2 separate regions of the Mus musculus genome follow, and region 2 is linked to region 1. Evidence: chromatin contacts called from public HiChIP or PLAC-seq data. All regions are on one chromosome and are shown on one strand. Each heading gives the region's core, a stretch centred on a gene start, on an enhancer-like site or on the middle of the called end of the contact. The rest is flanking DNA. Distances are from core to core; before and after follow the strand shown.

Region 1 (4,487 bases), core at 1,558-4,057:
CAACAGTCCAGATCCCCAGAGCTCCTGGGGACTGAACCACCAACCAAAGAATACACATGGAGGAACCCATGGCTCTGGCCAAATATGTGGCAGAGGATGGCCTTGTTGGACATCAGTGGAGGAGAGGCCCTTGGGCCTGAGGGTGTTCGATGTCCCAACGTAGGGGAATGCCAGGGTGGGAAGATAGGAGTGGGTGTGTGGGTGGGGGAGTACCCTCATAGAGGCAGGGGGAGAGGGGATGGAGTAGGGGGTTTCTGAAGGGGAGACCTGGAAAGGGGAAAACATTTGAAATGTAAATAAAGACAATATCCAATAAAAAATTAATTTTCAAAAAAACCCAACAACCTTACTGTTTTCCAAAAGGGAAGGGGGGAATCAAATTGTAATCCTGTAACTGTAAAACTCCATCTGGACAATCTCTAAACTAAACTATTTAGGAGGGTGAATTATGACAGGGTCTTTATGGTCCAGGTTGGTCTTACGGTCATATCAATCCTTCAACCTTCCAATTGCTGGGGCTCACAGTCATGAGCCTCTATGCCTACACCAAGCTTTTTTAAGTTTATGAGAAATAATTCCAAATTTCTCAGACAGACCACCTTCTCCCCTTCCCCCTGCCCCCAGCTTCTCTCTCTTTCACATTTTCATATTTGCTGGGGGAGACAGTAGAGAAATTACAAAATGACTGCTCCATTAGGGGGAAGGGTTTTATTGTTAATAAAAAAAAACATCCAGGGGCTGGAGAGATGGCTCAGTGGTTAAGAGCACTGACTGCTCTTCCTAATGGTCCTGAGTTCAAGTCCCAGCAACCATGTGACAGCTCACAATCATCCGTAGTGAGATCTGACGCCCTCTTCTGGTGTGTCTGGAGACCGCTACAATGTACTTACATATAAGAATAAATAAATCTTTTTTTTTTCCTTTTTTTTTTTTTTTTTGAAAAAGAGAGAAAACATCCAGAGGCCCCTGAAAGATTCCAGAGCAGAGAGAAAAAGTAGATAGGAGATGGGCAGGGCCATCTGGAGAGGAGAGAGTTGGGGAGACAGGGAGGAGGGGGTGGAAAATCATTAAGTTATAAGGTGGATGCGTAGGTGGGGGTGGGAAGCAGCCATGAAGTTTTAGGGTAGAGGGAGAAGGTGAGAAGGGTCAGGATGCTAGTGTGGAATCTTTGAAGTGAGTAACAAGTACTTGTGAATAGGGACCTCAGCAGCCTGGAGGCCACGTGGATATGCTGATAAGTGCCATAGCTATAAGTCAGTGGAGAGCCAGGTGTCCCTTCTGCCAGAAGTAAGGGAAAGGACTCCTTTTGGGGGAATAGGAACTTGTTTCACAAGTTTCCTAGGAATTCTGGCTTTTATCTAACACCAGAATTCCTTCTATAGTCCATCTTGAGCTCATTCTGGATATGTGGACTGCCTGAGACCTAATGTGTGTGTGTGTCCCTGTGCAAGCATGATACTAGTGTGGTCAAAAGACAACAATTTGTGGTAATTTATTTTCTCCTTCTTCAATTGGGTTTTGTTTTAGTCACTGTTTTATTGCTGTGAATATATACCATGACCATGACAACTCTTGTAAAAGAAAGCATTTAATTGGGGGCTTGCTTCCAGTTTCAGATGGTCCGTCTATCATCATGGCAGGGAACAGGTCGACATGCATGGTACTGGAACAGTAGCTAAAAGATACATCTGATTCACAAAAGGAGACTGGGTTTGCCATTGGCTTTTTTTTTAAATGTTTATTTATTTATTTATTTATTTATTTATTTATTTATTCTATGTAAGTACACTGTAGCTGTCTTCAGACACTCCAGAAGAGGGCATCAGATTTTGTTACAGATGGTTGTGAGCCACCATGTGGTTGCTGGGATTTGAACTCAGGACCTTTGGAAGAGCAGTCGGTGCTCTTAACCACTGAGCCATCTCACCATCCCTGCCATTGGCTTTTGAACTCTTTTTTTTTTTTTTCTGAGACAGGGTTTCTCTGTGTAGCCCTGGCTGTCCTAGAACTCACTCTGTAGACCAGGCTGGCCTCGAATTCAGAAATCTGCCTGCCTCTGCCTCCCAAATGATAGGACTAAAGGCAAGCTCCACTACTGCCCGGTGACTTTTGAACTCTTAAGGCCCACCCCGAGTGACACACATTTTTCCAACAAGACCACACCTAATCATTCTAATCGGTTTCAAATAGTGCCACTTCTGATGACTAAGCTTTAGATATGGGATAGGCATTCTTATTTAAACCAGTACAGGTTCTGAGGATTGAACTTAGATTGGGTTGTCAGACATAGTGGCAAGTACCTTTAAAGGCTGAGCCATATCCCATAAAAACTTATTTTATTTACATGCATGTTTGTGTACCTATATATGTGTATGCTATGTGAGTATGGGTGCAGGTGTCTCCAGAGTCCAGAAGAGGGTGTTGAGTCACCTGGTGTTGGAGTCTGGAATTAGGGATGAAGCCAATTTAGATCGTGACACTAAGTGTTTCAATTTCATCCTGTGACACTTTCTGGTCCTAGGACCCAGAACTGTGGACTGAATGAATAAGATCCCAGGAGAGCACAGACCAGCATCGCCGAACTTCTAGTCCGGTGTCAGGGTCCGGAAAGATGCTCAGAAAAGATTTGCGGAATGAATGAGTGAAAAGAAACGAAAGGGAAACCTTTCCTTTACCAAAATGGCCGCGTGTCCCTTTACCAACGCGGCGGTCCCTGGCCTCTTGGGCGGGGACGTGGTGGGCGGGGCCAGTGAACAGTCAGGTGCGGCCCCGCCCTCCTCTGCCCTCACTTGATTCCGGATTGGTCCGGTTCCAGCGCCGCAGCAGGCCGCGGGCTGAGGGGCCGCCTGGTGCTCGCCACTTCCGGCGCGTTGGGCTGTTGGCAGAGGGTGGCCGCGAGGGGCGAGCCGCGGCTACTGGTGGCGCGCAGGGATGCGGAGGGAGCCCGCCGCGAGGACAGAGGTGGCGAGGACAGCAAGGGCCCGCGGGCCTCTCTCCTGAGCCGGCCGCGCCGCCCAGGCCCAGGCAGCCTCTGCCCCTTCAGTCTCGGCTGAGGCCCGTCGCCGCCTCGGGCCGCGGAGGCCGGGGAGTCCCTGCCTGGGCCCGCAGCCTCCCTCTCGGGGGTCGGGCCCAGGCGGGGGGCCTCGTGTAGCCGCCTCTGAACCCCATTTTCTGCTTTTGCGTTTCCCCGGGGTGGGCCGAGGTCTGGATGAATCGCTTCGGGGGGTCCCCGAAGGGGCCCGTGTGCTCCTTTTAAAGGTGCCGGCGGGGCCCGGGTAGGGAACCGGTTGTCTTTGCATGGGCGGGGGACTCCCCGAGCCTGCCGGGACCATGACCTGAACTGTGCGAGCGGGACACGACGGATCCCAAGAGCTAGCTCACCTGAGCCATCCCCTTCCCGGCCAGCATGGTGAGTGGGTCCAGGGACCGGGTTGGAGGGGTGGCAGTGGGCCTCAGAGCAGCTGAGCCATCTCTTCTTCCCTGAGGCGGGGAGAGGCGCGTGCGAGCCTGGCCGGTGACACATGCGTGCAGGGTGTGCAACCGGCTGTACGCTCCCATTGCCCCCACCCCCACCCCCACTGGATGTCTTGAGTAGCGCCACGGATACAACCCCCTGCCTCACTGTTGGCTGTGCCCTTGTGCAGCAAGTCGTGATTATCAGTATCATTTATTTATTGATGGCATACTGTGTGTCATTTCCTTTGCTAAGTCAGTGGTATGTATTTTGTTAGTATATCAACCCCCTGATTGGAAATGGGGGATACTTGAGGCAAGAAGCAGTTAATTACTCTGCCCAAGGTCAGTTGACTCTTTTGGGTTAGTAGCACTATTTGAACATAAGCAATCTGTTATAGAACTGGCTGGATTTTTGGAGACCATCTGTCCAGCGGTAGGTTTGCGTTTGCAGAAATCTAAAGTAGTATTTGTAGAGGTTACTGGTTACGGATACAGACGATGGCAGAGTCAGCAGTGGGGTCTTTGGACATCTTGGTTGCTGTTCTTTTTGTTTTCTGCTCTGGCCTTTTCCTTGGAAAACTATGCATACTTTCAGGTCCCACTAAAAAAAACCTCTCTGAAAGGAAAATACCTCCTCTTCTTGCAGGCTTTTTAGCTTTTCCATAGTCCTTGGGGTTTGTGTACTCAGAGCAGTTGGTTGAGTGCTTGTCTTTTGCCATTTTAATGTTTCTGAGCCTTATCTGCCCATCACAGTAGGCAAGGTGAAGTTAGTCCTCTGATTCTTTATCTGCCTCAGTTTGGCATCTAGCCCATGATGAGTGAGTGCCCAGCCTGGGTTTGAGCACTGATCCCCCCCCCCCCCCCCCACACACACACACACATTGCCTGGCGATTAGAGGTGTATTGAGATGTGGCTGGTGCACCTTTTTAATGCACACATCAGACCAGACTGTCAAACTCTTAAGGGGTGGGAGGGTGGGTGGGGTACATAAAGTCCTGGTTAGTGGAAAGAGGTTGTTCTAAGGCACTCA
Region 2 (3,867 bases), core at 1,054-3,553, 370 kb after region 1:
TGGCAATTTGCTAAATGTGTGCACCACCAAGTGAGCTGTGAGGAGGCAGACCTGCTACTTACCCCATCTGCTGTCCAGTAATTCCGAACCTTGATCATGGTCAGACCGAAGTCACGAAGCTGTCGCATGTTGTGAATAATGAAATAGAGCTGAAGTGGTGGGTGGAAGGGGCAGGTCCACACAGGGGGGTCCTTCTTGCTCTGAAATGCCAAGGGATGGGAACTGTTAGAGACATTTCTGCCTGTCTTCAGGGCAAAAGGCCAGAGACTCTGGCTAATTAAAACCAGCAGACATCTAAGGCCTGGGCGGGGCCACCTTATCTCCATAGTAAGTACTGCCCTCTGCTCTCACCCCTTTCCAGTTGCACTTCATAGCGCCAACAACCCTGTCCCTGCAAAAAGCTGCCAGCCAGATGGAACTCAAAATGCAGTAGGCTTTATTTTAATCAGCTTAATGGGCTTTGAGGAGGGCACTGGGTGTGGGGAGGGATGCCAGGGGGGCCTAGAGAAAGCCTCTGCTGGCGCTGTTTGATTAGCCTGGCAAGCAGAGCCTCTGATTTTCTTTTGTCAAACCCTATGGAATTTTTCAAATTTGAGAATAGAGGAGAAAAAGCAATGTCTGAGCCATGTGCTGGAACAGGGCCATGGCATGGAGCAGGCTGCTCCTTTCAGGGTTTCCAAGTGCAGGGGGCTTCTGTTTGTATTTCTTGTGTGAGGCAGGGGGCAGCCAGAGTGTTGCCAAGGCTGCCCTGGAGGACACAGAGCATCAGAACCAGGTGCTTGCTGGCATCTTCATCCTCACCAACACCATTTCCCATGGGAGAGCTTTGGTGGCATATGGGTAAAGCCAAATCAGGAGACTTTCTGCTCCAGTCACCTCCTAGGATATTTCTACATTCTATGGAACAAAAACTGCAGCTGGGCGAGTGAGATGGCTCAGTGGGTAAAGGCACTTGTTGCCAAGGCTATCAACCTGAGTCTGATCCCTGGGACCCACAAGGTGGAAAGAGAGAACCAGCTCTTAAGAATTATTCCTCTGATCCCCCGCCCTGCCCCAAACATACAATGAATGTAATTAAAACAAAAGAAAAATTTAAACCATAGCTGCTCCTGAACACCCCACCCCCAATCCCCGGCAGCTGGCTGGGCACTGCCTGGCTCTGCTCCGACCAGGCTCCCTACACTTTCACGCTGAGTCCAACAAGCTATCATGTGGCTCCTTGTTCCCCTTCCCCTGTGACCCTGGCCTCTCCCCTGAGCAGCCTCAGTTCAGTAGTACCTGAGGTCAGCGTGGACTGTCTGGGTGTCTGTCATAGCTGTGCCCTGGAAGGGGACTCCTGGTCTCACTCATTTCTGAATGCCAGCACTAGGCACAGCTTCTTGGTGGGGACTAACCTAGTGGCTAAGTGACACGGGTTTCCCAGCATCTGTCCTAGTTTCAGCTTTACAGAAGGGCCTACCTGCATCTGGTTAAAAGGTATCTGTCTGCTTCAGGAGACATTGGAAAGGAAAGAGAAGAAGGACCAATTCATTGCCATAACGAAGAAATGGGGTGGCTTACCCCTCAGAGCTTGGTTTCTGGATTGTCTACCAACTCAGAACGCTTGGTGCTTAGGTCCCACACAGCTGGGTCTGGGGTTCAGTATTGCCTAAGCTAGGCTACCCCTCTCAGAACCTCAGTCCTCACTAATCAATCACTGCTCTCTACATCCCTCACATCCCTTCTAGGTCCTGACTGGCCCACAGCCATCTTGGCTTTGGAATACTGGGGGTGGGGTAGACATTTTACTGTAAACTCTGCTACTGAGACTATCTTAGAGACTATCACTCGGAGTGTGCCTCCGATGGGCAGCAGGGAGGACGGCTGGTGACGCTGGTTCTGAAGCCTGGCTCCAGCCACAAGAACAGTTAGGGCTTCTTGTCTCCTGATGCTGGAGCTTTGGGTAGGGAAGGACAGCTCTGGAGGCTCAAGGGATGCTGACTTACTCTGGAAGCACCTTGGCTGGGCTAGAACTCTGTGTTCCTAGCAGCTGTTTAGGACTCAGAGACCTCATCTCAAAATCTGGCAGGTAAGCATTCATTATCATAAGCTCCTCCCTCTGTGGCAGAAAGGGAGCAGGAGTCCATTTCCCTTCTCATTTCTGTCAGAAGAAGGAAGGGCAGGAGAACTAAGGGGGCACTGTATCATTCAAAGCCCCAGTGCACTAACCCGAGGCTAACTCACGGGCTCATTCGTGGCCAGGCCTTCTCGTATTTCCTGTTTAGATAGAATCTGTGTGAGGTCCTGGTGGGAAGCCAGGAGCTAACTGCAGAGTCCTGACATGCCCCAGTGCCAGGCCAGCAGGCAGAACACGTGTAGCACCCACCCTGTATCATGGTAGCCTTTAGCCATGCTCCACTGAGAGGCCTTGTGGAACCCCAGGGCAAGTGGACTGCTGTGCCTCCCTGTGGATAAAAGACCACGGCCACGGTGAATCGTGGCCGCTGGTCTGCCTTGGGATGCCCATAGCCCACATGCTGGAGGGAAGGTTTGCTCTCAGTGATTATCATAAGCATTTACGGGACCAGACAGAGCTTGAGTGCACTGTTTCAGCTTGTATTCTAGTAGCAGACCCTGAGGCAAGAAGCTCTGGGCAAGTGGCTTGTTTAAAAGACAGTGCTAGAAGCCTAGGCCAAGAGGGAAGGCAGGCTGCTCATGAATGGTATGTGAGCAAGCTAGCCATTCCTGCACGGACCTAGAGTAAGGCCACCATGGAAACAGAGCCAGTGTGGACATATCTTGGAATGATTCTAACCACAGGACAAGGAAATGAAGTATTTGCACCCTGACCTCTACACCAGCATGGGCTGAAGGCTACTTCTAGAAGCTTCAGTACCAGTCTCTAGCTCGGGCCAGCTGCATGGAAGCTCAGGAAAAGAATCCTATGTGATGACTAACTACAAAACCAAAGGTGCTTTTCTGTCCCATCACTGATTAAACACAGATCCTACCACCAGCAGACAAATGCAAGCTGCCTCGTAACTAATACCATGTTTCCAAAGGAATAGGCTACCAATAAGAAAATACCCAACAATTTGGAAGAATGTCAAGGGCAATCTGTGTGGGAACCAGCCAACTTCCAAATGCATCAGACTGTAGAAAATAGCTTTTCTTTCTGGTGCTTCTCTCTCTCTCTCTCTCTCTCTCTCTCTCTCTCTCTCTCTCTCTCTCTCTCTCTCTCTCTCTCTTTTCTCGGTGCTAGGAGCCTCACACAATACAAGCTATCTACCACTGAACTGGACCACAACCCCCATTACAACATTCTTGAAATCACAGAGTCTAGAGATAAGAATGGGCAAGTGGCTCCAGATGCTAGGGACACACACACACACACACACACACACACACACACACACACACACACAAGCTATCTATTAGTACGGTGAGAGTTATCTTTGGGGGAAACTAGGCAACAGCATATGGCATTCCTGTGTATTCTTTTCCCTTTAATTGAGATATAACTCATATTCCATAATTCAAATTTTTCTTTTTTTAATTCCTTTTTTATTAGATACTTTATTTATATTTCAAATGTTATCTCCTTTCCTGGTTTCCCCTTCAAAAACTCCTTCCTCCATACCCCCCTCCCTGCTCACCAACCTATCTACTCCCACTTCCTGGCCCTGGCATTCCCCTACACTGGGGCATACAGCCTTCACAGGACCAAGGAACTCTCCTCCCATTGATGACCAACTAGGCCAACCTCTGCTACATATGCAGCTGGAGCCATGAGTCCCACCATGTGTACTCTTTGGTTGGTGGTAGTTCCTGGGAGCTCTGGGGGTACGGGTTAGTTTATATTATTGTTCCTCCAATGGGGCTACAAAC

What was found. HiChIP or PLAC-seq counts read pairs in DNA pulled down with a chosen protein or histone mark.
Region 2: a contact with region 1 is called in an H3K4me3 HiChIP or PLAC-seq map of embryonic hindbrain, with 6 times the contacts expected there. The contact joins the enhancer-like site here to the promoter of Xpo6 in region 1. A contact is called at or near these places in 4 of 39 promoter capture datasets (the 3T3-L1 cell line, the HPC-7 cell line, cranial neural crest and 1 more), 1 of 115 datasets of contacts at active chromatin or transcription factors (embryonic hindbrain) and 1 of 9 other capture datasets (macrophages).

Annotation. Positions count from the first base shown.
Region 1 is chr7:126,198,821-126,203,307 of GRCm38.p6, reverse strand. It overlaps Xpo6 (exportin 6), which reads left to right and starts at 2,807. Exons shown (of 24, transcript NM_001311143.2): 1 at 2,807-3,409. The coding sequence starts at 3,407.
Region 2 is chr7:125,826,062-125,829,928 of GRCm38.p6, reverse strand. D430042O09Rik (RIKEN cDNA D430042O09 gene) reads right to left here. Exons shown (of 28, transcript NM_001081022.2): 14 at 63-200. Among named protein-coding and RNA genes, the nearest start is that of D430042O09Rik, 120 kb to the right of the region's middle. Within about 2 kb of position 2,303, at least 23 of the 459 cell types and tissues checked have an H3K27ac peak or open chromatin away from gene starts, as enhancers often do.